Linked DNA regions of Hordeum vulgare: region 2 is linked to region 1. A link is a contact called in public Hi-C data. All regions are on one chromosome and are shown on one strand. The core of a region is the stretch at or near the end of the contact, and the rest is flanking DNA. Distances in the headings are between cores, read along the strand shown.

The links. A called contact is a pair of places that touch in the nucleus more often than the background predicts.
Region 2: a contact with region 1 is called in a Hi-C map of seedling, with 2.3 times the contacts expected there. The contact joins the promoter of LOC123444515 here to the promoter of LOC123440302 in region 1. A contact is called at or near these places in 2 of 6 Hi-C or Micro-C datasets (leaf and seedling).

What each region holds. Positions count from the first base shown.
Region 1 is chr3H:501,702,585-501,709,110 of MorexV3_pseudomolecules_assembly, forward strand. It overlaps LOC123440302 (protein STRICTOSIDINE SYNTHASE-LIKE 10-like), which reads right to left and starts at 3,084. Exons shown (of 1, transcript XM_045116879.1): 1 at 1,951-3,084. The coding sequence starts at 3,002. The coding sequence ends at 1,971. It overlaps LOC123444512 (protein PAT1 homolog 1-like), which reads left to right. Exons shown (of 5, transcript XM_045121245.1): 5 at 1-336. LOC123444513 (putative calcium-binding protein CML23) reads right to left here and starts at 1,740. Exons shown (of 1, transcript XM_045121246.1): 1 at 161-1,740. The coding sequence starts at 966. The coding sequence ends at 529.
Region 2 is chr3H:502,067,466-502,073,697 of MorexV3_pseudomolecules_assembly, forward strand. LOC123444515 (subtilisin-like protease SBT2.2) reads left to right here and starts at 1,892. Exons shown (of 10, transcript XM_045121248.1): 1 at 1,892-2,393; 2 at 3,317-3,470; 3 at 3,778-4,175; 4 at 4,820-4,915; 5 at 4,991-5,063; 6 at 5,488-5,770; 7 at 5,859-6,190. The coding sequence starts at 2,146.

The sequences.
Region 1 (6,526 bases), core at 1,834-4,333:
AACTGGTCAGCTCGCTCGTCGGGGCAATCTAGTTTTTAACGTTTATGTGCCGGTGGGGAAGAAGACCGTAGTGTACAGGTTCGACTGCTGGGGCCTTCCTGTCTCTTCTTTTTACCGAAGCGTGGAAGGCGCCAAGGAGTCAAGTGTGGAGTCTGGTCCATTTGTTTTTATTAGGACCAGGTATGTTGGAATAATGATGGGTAAGTGTGATTTATAGTCTACTGCTGGAAAGATGTTTTTCGTCGTTGGACATTTTATAGATGTGTCATGTCCCTCCCAGGTATCCATTGATATTTATAGTGGAGCACTGGAAATGGAAGCATTGTCATTTGTTCATCTTTTTTGGTTTGACACTTTGTTTTTCTCAAGGGATCACGGGATGTGTGTGTTGGGATGGTAAGCCAGTCTAGTTGGCTATAGAACAATACAATTGTATCTGCAGCTGATTGAAGATAGAAATTATGGAATTAAAATCAAATAGGAAAAAAGTATACAAAGTTCAGTTTTTGTGTGGGCATAATCTAGAGCTCATCCCATCATCATCATGGTCTTAAACTCGTCGAAAGTGAGCACCCCGTCGCCGTTGAGGTCGAACCGGCGGATCATGGCCTGGCACTCGTCGACGGCCAGGTGCAGCCCCAGCTTGCTCATCATCAGCTGGAGGCTGAGCGGGGTGATGCAGCCCCTCCCTTCCATCTCGTACATCCCGAACGCCTCCCTGCACCTGTCCCCCTCTTCCTCCTTGCCGGCCTCGGTCTCCAGCACCAGCCTCAGGAACTCCTCCTTGTCCAACAGCCCGTCGCCGTCGGTGTCCGCGGACGCCATCAGCGACTGCACCTCCTCGACCGACATGTCGCAGCCCAGCGCGGCCTTCATGCAGAGCTGCAGCTCGGCGGCGGAGATCTTGCCGTCGCCGTCCTGGTCGAACGCCGAGAACACGCGCCTGAACTCACCTATTGTAGCCATGCCCACTCACTCGGCTGGAAAGGTTGGAGGTATTATGTGTTGGTATTTGGGCGCTTGATGGTCGTCAGGTCATAGCTGGTTGAGATGGAGCTACTATGTGTTGGTATTTATAGCTAAGAATGTTGGTATGGGCGAGCAACTGGGAATGGTGTTTGATCTAGTTCAGCAACGGAGCCAATTACTAGCACGTCGTATTGCATTTCTACGGTGACACCAAGAGCGAGTTAAATTGTGGACCAGGATAAAGATAGATAAAAATGAGTGAACTTGTTTGACGAAATATATAGCAGAACTTGGAGCCGAGAACGATGGGTTTGTTTAGTCACTCCGATACCACCTAATTGATCATCATGGTTTCCTCCGGCGAACGGATTGCCGTGCGTGCACCGGAAACTTATACCGTGCGCGCACACGGGCTTCTCATCGCACCATCACGCCGGTGGCCAGCGCCGAGCCGGCTGGGCACCAGCCGGGACGTCGGCAAGTGCCAAGACGTACATCCTGCGCCGGATACTGCTCCATGGCCATCATGGAGGCCAAGGCGGCGTGCCCCAATGCAAGCAGGCGATGGCGACCGAGGTAACATACGTGCTGCCGTCTGCTGCGGCGGGAGCGGTGGGTTCGTGGGCGTCGGCATGGACGGAAGTTCATCGCAGAGAAGTTCGTGGGCATCGGCATGGATAACATCATAACAAGTAGTAATAGTTTTGGGTACATATATTTTTGTTGTGAAGTCTTCTCTATGGTGCAAACAAACACGCTCAACACAGAAAATCATTGTCAAAGCCTGCATCAGATTATTGAACAGTAGTTTGTATGAAAAATGCATTTACCATCGATAACCTTCACAACAAAGAAGCTCATGATTCTTGCTACCAAGAAAAAACACTCTAACGGGTCTGATCGATGATCAACTAAAGACAATACTATTAGATAAGCTATAAAAATTACGTGCATAAAAAGTAATTACATTTACGTGCGGAATATATATTATTCCGCACTTCCTACTTCCGAGTGACCACGCCCACATATGGGAGGTCAATAGAACCGATGTAAATCTTGCCGTTGCCCCTTTCGATGATCTCTGCCGGTTGAACACGCTTGGGCCCCCTCATCTCTTCGACGATCTTGCCGTCCGCTCCGACCCTCACAGCAAGCAGGTGGCTATTGGGTCCAAACGGCAATTCATTCTTCTCGCCATGCAACGCCACCCAGTAACCTCCCCTCCCGTCGGGCCTCACGTTATCGGGGTAGCCCGGGAGATCGACAAACGGCTCAAACGTCCCCGCCTTGGACCCATCGATCCAGTGCCTCAGCAGCTTGCACGGCCCCGTAGACGCGACGATGAGATGCGTCCGATCGGTGCTGATGGCGACGCCGTTCGCGTACGCCAGGCGTGTTTGGAGCACCGCGACATCGCCGGTGTGTGGGTCGTACCTCATGAGGCGCCCCGTTGAGTCCCCTGACCTCGTGACCATCTCGTGGTCTGTCCTGTCGTAGTTCATAGAACTGTGGGTGAAGTATACTTGGCCGGTGACCTGGTCGACGTCGACCCCGTTGGTGAAGCGGAGAGGTAGATCATCAATCGCATTGACCAATACGGTTGCCTCCCCTCCACCAGGACCAACCCGCATGAGCCCCTTGTAGGCGTCGGCCACGTATAGATCGCCGGACTTATGGTGAAACTGTAGGCCAAGCGGCCGGCCGCATCTACTCTCCGTGGAAGTTGCCGGGCGGAAATACGAAGCCCTGCACATGTCCTCGTCGTAGCCGGGGCCATATGCGTAAGTGGTCCAGCCTATCTTGTCGCCGTTCCACTTTAAAATACGGCCGTCGGAGACGCCGCTGTACGGGCCGTGGCCTTGGGCGTCGAAGGCGACGCTCTCTGGCCCTTGGAGAAGTCCGTCCGACAACGGCAGCTGCTTGATCCGGGTGGCGTCTAAGTTGCCGGCTGCCATTGCGCCGGAGGTGAAGATCATTACCATCAAGACGACCGCGACCGTCGCCTTGATGAACCTGCTCATGGTGCAGCCCATTGTTTCGCGATCGATCTCGTCTCGTGGTACGAACGTAGTCGTTTGGCTGAAGCGGTCGAGTGATCTCCCGACGGATTTTTGTTTGGTCTCGTCGATGTTTTCTGGTGGAGACAATAGGGTGCGCGCCTGGCCTTTTATATTGGTACGTCATGGTAGGTGGCTGCTGCTCCGACTCGATTCTGAGCTCCGACCCCGAGTAGGGGTCGACTACAAGTTTTCTCGGGTAAAAATACAATCTTGGAACGGGCCGGCTGCGTGTGCTACTCATCAGGAAAAGCTGTGAGTTTCTTTCTTGTGGAGGAAAACGACCCAGCCCACGAGAATTTGCCCGTTTCAAGTTGGGCCGGCCGAGGTACGGTGCGCTAGGAGTCTGATAGTTTTTTTTCTTCTTTTCTTCCGTAGGGTTCTCACAGCGCTCTGTGTTTCTTCCTCCCGTTCTTTTCTGTTTTGTTTTATTCCTTTTCTAGTTTTCGAACGGTTTTTATTTTTCTTTGATTTTAGGATTTCCCCTCCTTTTACTTATTTTTATTTCTTTATTGTTTTCTTTACTTTTTCGTTTATATAAACTAACACATATGCACGTGCGTTACAAATGAACAGATAGTTGGTGTGTCCACAAAAAGGCTTTCATAGGGTTGGACGACAGAACGAGGAACCGTGCTCTTCTCGCGGGTCACGTGTGGCCAGTGACGGAGCCAGAAAATTAGGATAAGGGGGGCCAAGTATAGTTAAACCTTATTAGGGAGGGCCAATTCATCAAAAAACATCATTTTAACACATAAAAAATAATTATTACTATTCATTCTAAATGTTAGGGGAAGCCAGGGCCCTGGCTGGCACCCCCTGTCTCCGCCACTGCGTGTGCCCAGCAAGATCTTGGTGGTTCTTTGAATAGTCAGCCACCAAACTTGTGTCTAGCTTCCGCCTCCATCTCAGTGGTGTTCCCTTTGTTGCCTCTCCGGGATCCGGGAGCTTGCATAGTGATGATTCGACCGTTGTGGTCGCCTCCTCATTTTGTGATGGCGGCGGTGAACTTTAGGGCACAGTGGCTTTGATAGTTTTGTGGAAGATGACGAGCAGGTGTGACTCTCTTATCCAACGACATTTGGCGAAGACTTACAATTTGCAATCCGGTGAGCACGGGAATGATCCTCGGTCGACGATTCACATAGTTTCAACATCATCCATCTGCGATGGGCCACTCAATAGGCTCACAAGGCTGCTTCAGCTATGGTGCTTTGGCCGACATGGTGTGTGGGGTTGCTTGTCTTCCCTGTCTTCAATGTCTTTCGGCAGCGATGGTGCTCAGTGACGAGCATCAAAGATGATGTGTACAAGGGCGTTCAAAGATTTTATTATTTTTTTGTTTTTAAGATATTTGCGCAAAGATCCTGAAACACATGTGTTTCCGAGTCCTTTTGTCGAGTTTTGAGTGTATGAGCTACATCTGCTCTATGCAATTAATATGTGTTTTTAAAAAAATCCATCCATTCATGAACTCGTAGTTCTGTTGTTTGTCTAAGATTGTTTTGGTATGATTTTTGTAGATCAATTATAATAAACACCATCCATGAAGACGCGGCCCCGTTAATTATTGGACACCCGGATGAATTAATTGCAGCGCATAATCCTGCACATTCAGTTTTAAGAGCCAATTAACCCGCCATGCAGTGCATCCCGCATTAGAGTGCCAATTAGCCATGCACAAAACGAATGTAATGCAAGCCCTCTCTTTTGAAGATTCTCTTTTCTTTAGACGATCCCACGATTTTCTGTACCCAGCAACATTTCTCTCTTTTAAGGCTCTCTTTTCTTCACACGAGCCCACAATTTCCTTTCTTTTACCCAGCATATCCTTTTTTTATCGAGTCATTTTACAGTGCATCCGGTCGATATAGACCGTCCCTCGGAGCGAGTTCGACGGTCCAGATCCGATGCAATACGCTGATGTCACGTGTATTATATCAGACCCCGAGGGGCATTTTTGGAAGATTTTTTTTCTTTGGAACTGAGATGATTTTCCCTTCCAAATATTTCTTGGCTATTTTCGGTATGAATTTGTTGGCTATTTCCGGTTCAATTTTTATCCCATTCGCTAGGGTTTTACTCCCTCGCCGTGGCAAGGTGTTGCAGCAAGATCTTCGCCGGCGGGGAGGGTCATGACAAGATCCCTCGCCGGCGGGGAGGGGCCGCGACAAGATCCCTCGCCGACGATAAGGTTTTATCCCCACGATAGGATCTTGCCGCGCGTCGCGACCCCCCGCGACCTCTGCTGCCCCGACGACTGTGTTGCCCCGCGTGTGGCGACCTCTATCCCGACGCCTCCTCCGTCCTCGCTACGACCTCAACCTCTGCTGCCGCATCGACTGTGCTTCCCCACACGTGGAGACCTCGACCCCGCGCAGCGATCTCGACCCCGATGCCTCCTGCGCCCTCGCTGCGACCTCGACCTCCGCCCTAGCCTTATCGCCAGAGGTATGTATGTCGCCACCGGCCGCCACCTCCATTTCCTCCCTCCCTCCTTAGGGTTTCAAATAGCCTAAGTATGTACAGACGGAAGGAGCTTGTAGAATGGTGTGAGCTTGTCCTTCAGGAATTCTTGAGCAAATACCTGGATATTACAAGAAGTAGAAATATTTTGTTAAGGAACATTGTAGTTTCTTTAACAATGATACTTGATACCATCCTACCCAAAAACATTAGCAGAGCCTCAACAGTACAATCTGAGCACATGCTCACCAACTGAGTTATTCTCCTTCATCTTTCAGGCAAAGAATCTTGTCGGAGGTCTCCTACCTCTCAAAACGGGCACGAGCCTGAAATCACAATTTCAGCTCATGTAACATCTCATATGCTCCGTGACGTTCAAAACGTCTTTGTAGCCTTAATTTAAAGCCGTAAAGCATGGCACACTAAACTATCAAGTAGTCATCAAAAGCGTGTCTGTCACATGTTCAAAACATCCACATATGATGCTTGAGGGGGTGGCATACCAAGCGGTGCATCAAGGACAAAAGCCATCTTTGCAGCAATGAGGACAATCCTTAGTTTACGGACCGAGTCCGCATAATTGCTACTATCATCTTTCAACTTAGTTTTCTCTAGGATTGTATTAAGAGTACAGGGGAGCGAGCTACAATGCAACCTATTGTTCTACAACATACTTTGCAAATACAACTTAGACTATATTCATGATAATGAGTTCACTTAATCATATTACTAAAGAACTCTCACTCAACTCAACATCCCTCAGGTTGTTCGAGTGTTACATGATCCAAATCGACCAACCCAAGTATGATTATCACGTGAGATGAGGTGGTTTCAATGGTGATCATCTCCATGTTGATCATATGTACTATATGACCCATATTCGACCTTTAAGTCTCTTGTCTTCCGAGGCCATGTCTGTACATGCTAGGCTCGTCAAGTTTAACCCAAGTAATCTACACGTGCAAAACTAGCTTACACCCGTTGTATGCGAATCTAGGGTCTATCGCACCCGATCATCGCTTGGTGCTTCGAAA
Region 2 (6,232 bases), core at 642-3,141, 360 kb after region 1:
TAGAGATGGTGCTGGCAAAGGTAGCTCATGAAGAATAGATACTGTCAACCAAATAGTAATCCATATTGTACTCATGTCCATTGATAGTATAGTGACAAGTAGGAGCTTTTCCTTCACTCAGCCTCTTAAATAACGACGATCGGTGCAACACATTAATGTATTTGTGAGACCCGGGCATGCCAAAAAAAGTGTGCCAAATCCAAAGATCATGTGATGCAACTACTTCAAGAATGATGGTGGGCTTCTTAATATGACCCTGATATTTCCCTTGTAAAGTATTCGGACAGTCCTTTCATTCCCAATGCATATAGTCAAGAGATCTAAGCAATCTTGGCCACCCTCTTGCTTTGGAGATTGCCAAGAGCCTCTCGCTGTCTGCCACAGTTGGTTCTCTCAGGTACCGAGGTCGGCACACCTCGACCATAGCAGTGGCAAATATGACCATGACACCTTCGCACGTGCTCTCAAACATCCGTAGGTATTCGTCCCACGAATCAGCGGTCGTGCTATATGCAAGCATCCGGAGTGCGACCGTGCACTTCTGGTAACCAGAGAAGCCAATCGTTCCTACGACGCCCTTCTTCAGAATGAAGTGGTCATCGTATGATTGGACACCATGGTACAAACGATCGAAGACAATGATGCACATCCAAAAACACCAGCGAAAATGGTCAACGAATAGTGCATCGAGGGCAAAGTAGTCGACCATTAGTGTCAAATGCCCCCGCGTGCTGTTGCGGTTGAGCACTCGATGACCCTTGATCGAGCCCTTGAAATTGAGAACATGCTCCTCCGCACGCTCTGCGTTTCAAGGACCACGTGCATCATCGCCGTCTCATGGGAGGAGTAGTCCTCCTCGTTCGACGACTCAACATAATGCTCGTATATGTACCTCAAATCGAAATCCATCGGTAGAAAGAAGAAGGGACAACTATTTTCAGCTCCAGCGATTCATCAAACAATTGCCGAGCATTATGAGAATACCAGTAGAGGATGGTACCTGGCGGGGCGGTCAGAGGACATGAGCTGAACGGAGACGGAGGAGAACCGACTAGGAGCCCGCTAGAGCGCCGGAGGGTGATAGAGACGCGGAATTCCGGTAGGGGTGTGGCGTGGTGGAGCGATAACGAAGGCAAGAGAAAAAATGGAGAAAAATGAGGAGGATTGGGTCACATGGTCCATGAAGGATTTTGGATGGGCCAGGGATGACGGATGATGACATTTTTCGTGTCCGAATTCGCGCAAACATGCCCCGCTTTTTCCGGTTTGTGAAAAAAATCATGTCCGGACTATCTCGCATTGGATGGCTCCCACAGTCCGGACGGATGCGGGTGACTTATGGGTCCGACTTGAATATGTGCTAACAGAAATCGGAGGAGGAAAGTTATTTTTTTCCTGAGAAAAAAAACTGGCACCGGAAGCTTCTTTTCACCGTTTTTTGTGCGAGTTCCTTTGCTCTACGGTGAAAATGTAGACGTGGTGCAAAGCCGGCGGGCGAACAGCTGGAAATCACTGCGCAATTCCCGAGGCTGTAGAAATCCGAGGTGTCCCCTCCCCCAAGTTTCCTTCCTCGAAATATGAGGTGTCCCCTCCCCAAAGATCGTACCAGTACGCATTTTCATCGTACGTACGTACGTACGTAGTATACATCATCTCTCTTTCTTCCTTCCCGGAAAGCTGATCCTGTTATTACTGTAGCCACCACCTTCCACCCCTTTCACACAAGCATACTGTAGTAGTATCATGATACTCCAATACACCACCAAATTACAGCACAATACAGAATACACCCCAGGAGTCAGGACCAGGAGGCACCGGCGCACAGCAACAAAAGACCAACAAGGTGGAGGCGCCCACGCCAAAGCGGCGGCAGCACCGCAGCAGCAGCAGGCGAGGAGTGCTTTGGCCGCTGCAGTGGTCACTTCTTTATTGCGTGCTCCCCTCCCCCTCCTCCACTCCCCACGCTTGACTCGGGCACACGGCTTAAAAGCGCACGCCTCGCTCGCCCCTCGCCATTATTCCGCCGCGTGCAACACCACCAGTCCTCCTGCTCCCATGGGCGACGGGTGCAGCTAATCTTCCTCGGGGATTCCTGCCGCCCCTCCCCCTCTGGAGCTTCGGGGCGGCGAGGCGCGCTCTGAGGCAATGGGGGTGGCGCGGAGGGAGCAGCGGGCTGCCCCCCTCCTGTGGGCGGCGGTTCTTGCGGTGGCGCTGCTGGCCGGCGCACGCGGCGGCTCCGAGGAGGGCACCGCGGTGTACATTGTGACCATGCAGCAGGCGGCGGTGTCCCACAAGCGCCTCGACCCGGAGAGGGTTGGGAGCAGCAGCGTTGCCGCCGGCGGCGGCGGCGGCGGAGGGGATAACCCGGCCACCAGCATCCTCAGGAAGCCGAGGTGGGCGTCTCTCTTGCCGAAAAGTTCCCCAGTTCTCGTGCGTCTATATAGTGTCAATCAATCCCCCCCTCACTTTTTTTCCTGTGATTTTCGCCTCTTCGATTCCGCAGTTTGCTCTTAGAAAAACTGATTCCCCCGAGAAAATAGCACTTTACTAATCAGGGGCAGTTTTGGCCAAATTTGATTATGCTAGTATTATTCAGGTGATTGGGATGTCACTGCAGCCGTATTTCTTAATCAGCCGACTACTATGTTTACATTGTATGTAATTACTACTAGTTGAAATTCATTTTTTTACCCTCATTTGCATCAATGTATGAACTGATTATTCTCAACCATATATTTGATCAGGCCCACTTAGTTTCTCTAAGGTGAAAATTGCAGGTTATTTATCAGTACAGTAATTAACCGAAGTCACCTTTACACTTTACTCCCAAGATATATATATATATATATATATATATATATATATATATAGAGAGAGAGAGAGAGAGAGAGAGAGAGAGAGACAGCTGGAAACCCTTTTTTCTTAGGAAACCGTGCACCTTTTTGTTTTGTTTTGACAATTGGCTAGTGCAGTCATCTTAACATACTCCTACTGTATGTAGTACTTATTTACTAGCCAGTACATTTATTAACAACAACTTGAAAGTACCCATAGAATATCTAAAATTTTGATTTTAGAATGTCTTTCCTTTTTGGATTGACATAACTTAATTCTTCCGGTCTCTACTTTCGTCTACTTGTTGCGTGCTACAATGAAGTGTCATTCTTCAACAGGTTTTGGCTAAAAATAGTATATTTTCTGACGATTAATTATTGATTTAACTTCTTATCTGAGAAGGTCCAGCAGTTATTTTCCATGGAATGACATGAGTGCGATTTATTTCCTTCTCATTCTAATATTAACCATGGTAATGCAGGCATGCTTCACCTGAATCTGTGAATTATGGTTCACTCCTAGTGCGCCTTCAAAATTCGCTCCTGAAGAAGACACTAAGAGGAGAGCACTACATAAAATTGTACAGTTACCACTACTTGATCAATGGTTTTGCTGTTGTCCTCACTCCTCAGCAGGTATATAATTGTTTATGTTTGTTCCTTGTGCTATTTCTGCACTATTATGAGATTAGTTTGTAGTGTTACACTCTTACTTCTGCTTATCGCTTGTCAAAGAAAAGTGCATGAAATGTTTCGTAAATTTTAATCATGCTGCCAATATGTTAAAATAGGGAAATTCATGGAACTATGAACTATTTGTTTTTTGCACCTTGTAGATCCTCCTTCCCTTTTTTCTTATCTGTTTTCTGGAACCTGTAGGAGATTGTTCAGATCTACTTATTTCTTATACACGTTTTAACCTGTTTTCTGCTTGCATTAAAAGGCAGAGAAGCTAAATAGGAGAAAAGAAGTGGCAAACATAATGTTGGATTTCTCTGTTAGGACGGCAACAACTTATACCCCCGAATTCCTTGGCCTGCCAGAAGGTGCATGGGTTCAAGATGGTGGTCCACAATGTGCTGGCCAAGGTGTTGTTGTGGGCCTCATTGACACAGGAATCGACCCAAATCATCCTAGCTTTTCAGATGACTTGACAGCTGACAATTATCCAGTTCCTGCTCACTACTCTGGTAATTGTGAGGTTACAAGTGATTTTCCATCTGGGTCCTGCAACAGAAAGCTTGTTGGAGCTCGTCATTTTGCAGCATCTGCATTAACCCGAGGAGTCTTCAATGCCTCACAAGATCTTGCTTCACCATCTGATAGTGATGGCCATGGGACGTAAGTATTATTTTCTGATTTACCTATCACGGTCACTATAAACAAAGACAATGAATGCTCTCTACTACTGCATCTGGCTGTGCAGTCAGATATGTACCTTTTTTTGTTTCACGGTTGTTTTCTCCAGTAAACTGCAGTTATTCTTCTTTGTTTAACTGTTCAATTCTGTTAATTGTACTCAGAAGTTTCATTCAAATATTAAATACTGCATGAACGCCTAGTCTATTTCTCTTCTTTTTGGTGATGAACGTGGCCTGGTCATACCATGTAAGTGCTCAGGTACAAGTCATGTTAGCTATAGATAGATCCCATTAAGTTTTAAGAAATGATTTATGCAGAAATACTAGGAGAAACCGTCATTTTCTGCTGCTCTGTTTCCATTGTTTGTTTCAACTTGAACTCATGCTAGTAATAGATAGATCCTGTTAAGTTGAAATGATTTATGCATAAGTACCGGGAGAGCACTACATAATTGCTGTACTGCTGTTCTGTTTCCATGGTTTCTTTCTTTCAACTTGAACTCAAGCATTGGCTTTCCATAACTAAAGTTGCTTAAAAAGGAATAATAAATTACCGCACCGAATGTACGTTGAGAGGACACTTTCTGAGATTATTATTTCTGATTCTAAGATTTGTGCATACAGCCACACAGCTTCCATCGCGGCTGGTAATCATGGCATACCTGTTATTGTTGCTGGGCATCACTTTGGGAATGCAAGTGGAATGGCTCCTCGTGCACAGTAAGTCTAATATCTTGTTTAGAGAGATAATGTAATTCATTTTATTTCCAAATATGAATACAAATTATTTTTCAGCATCGCTGTCTATAAAGCGCTGTACAAAGGTTTTGGAGGTTTTGCTGCTGATGTAGTGGCTGCAATAGATCAGGTAACATTCTTTCTGCATGCTGGTTATCTTCTGTTGGTGTAAGCACAAACTAATGACCACTTTTGAATGTGATCCCCATATGAGAAAAGGCATGTTAATGATTATCTAATGGGCTTGACACGCGAAGAGATCAACTACTGTAGCATATACTAGCTATAAGAGAATATTCTAAGCTGTTCAAATTTACTGAATAGCTCTGCCTCTGGAAGTTCGAATTCTGTGATGACCAGTTGTATGTGTTGACTAAAATTCTCGTAGGTGTTCGATATATATTTATGTTGCAAGTTTCCATGGCATTATTAAAACTTTGGCTGTGATATTCTTGGCAAAGATATGGGAACTCAGGGGAAGCATTTTAAATTTCTAAATTAAGCATGCTATATTACAGCACTGTTGACAACAACTCCTTGCATCACATTTACAGGCAGCTGAAGATAATGTTGACATAATCAGTTTATCCATTACCCCTAATAGGAGGCCTCCTGGATTGGCTACATTCTTTAATCCAATTGATATGGCACTAATGTCAGCTGTGAAAGATGGCATATTTGTTGTGCAAGCTGCAGGAAATACCGGTCCTTCCCCTAAGAGCATGTCTTCATACAGTCCATGGATTTTTACTGTAGGCGCTTCTGCCCATGACAGGGAATACTACAATTATGTTGTACTTGGCAACAATTTGACCATTTCAGGAGTCGGCCTTGCTCGTAAGTTCCTAGCAACTTATTTCATTATGTGCTGTGTGCACAACTGCCCATAGTGACCTTTTTAACTTCTGTTAAACTGCAAACACAGCTGGAACAGATGGTGATTCCATGTACAATCTGATTGCTGCACCGCATGCACTGCAAAATTATACAACCACTCCTATTGAAATGTCCCTAGGAGAGTGCCAAGATCCAAGCCACCTAGATAAAGATCTGATAAGGGGGAAGATATTGGTCTGCAGCTATTCCATAAGATTTGTACTTGGCCTCTCTTCTGTGAAGCAAGCTTTAGATACAGCAAAGAATGTCAGTGCTGCAGGAGTTATATTTTACTTGGACCCTTTTGTCCTTGGTTTCCAGCTGAACCCAACTCCAATGGATATACCTGGACTTATAATACCATCGTCTGATGACTCTAAGGTATGGCAGTCAATGCTATAGCCATTCTTACTCTTATCTTTT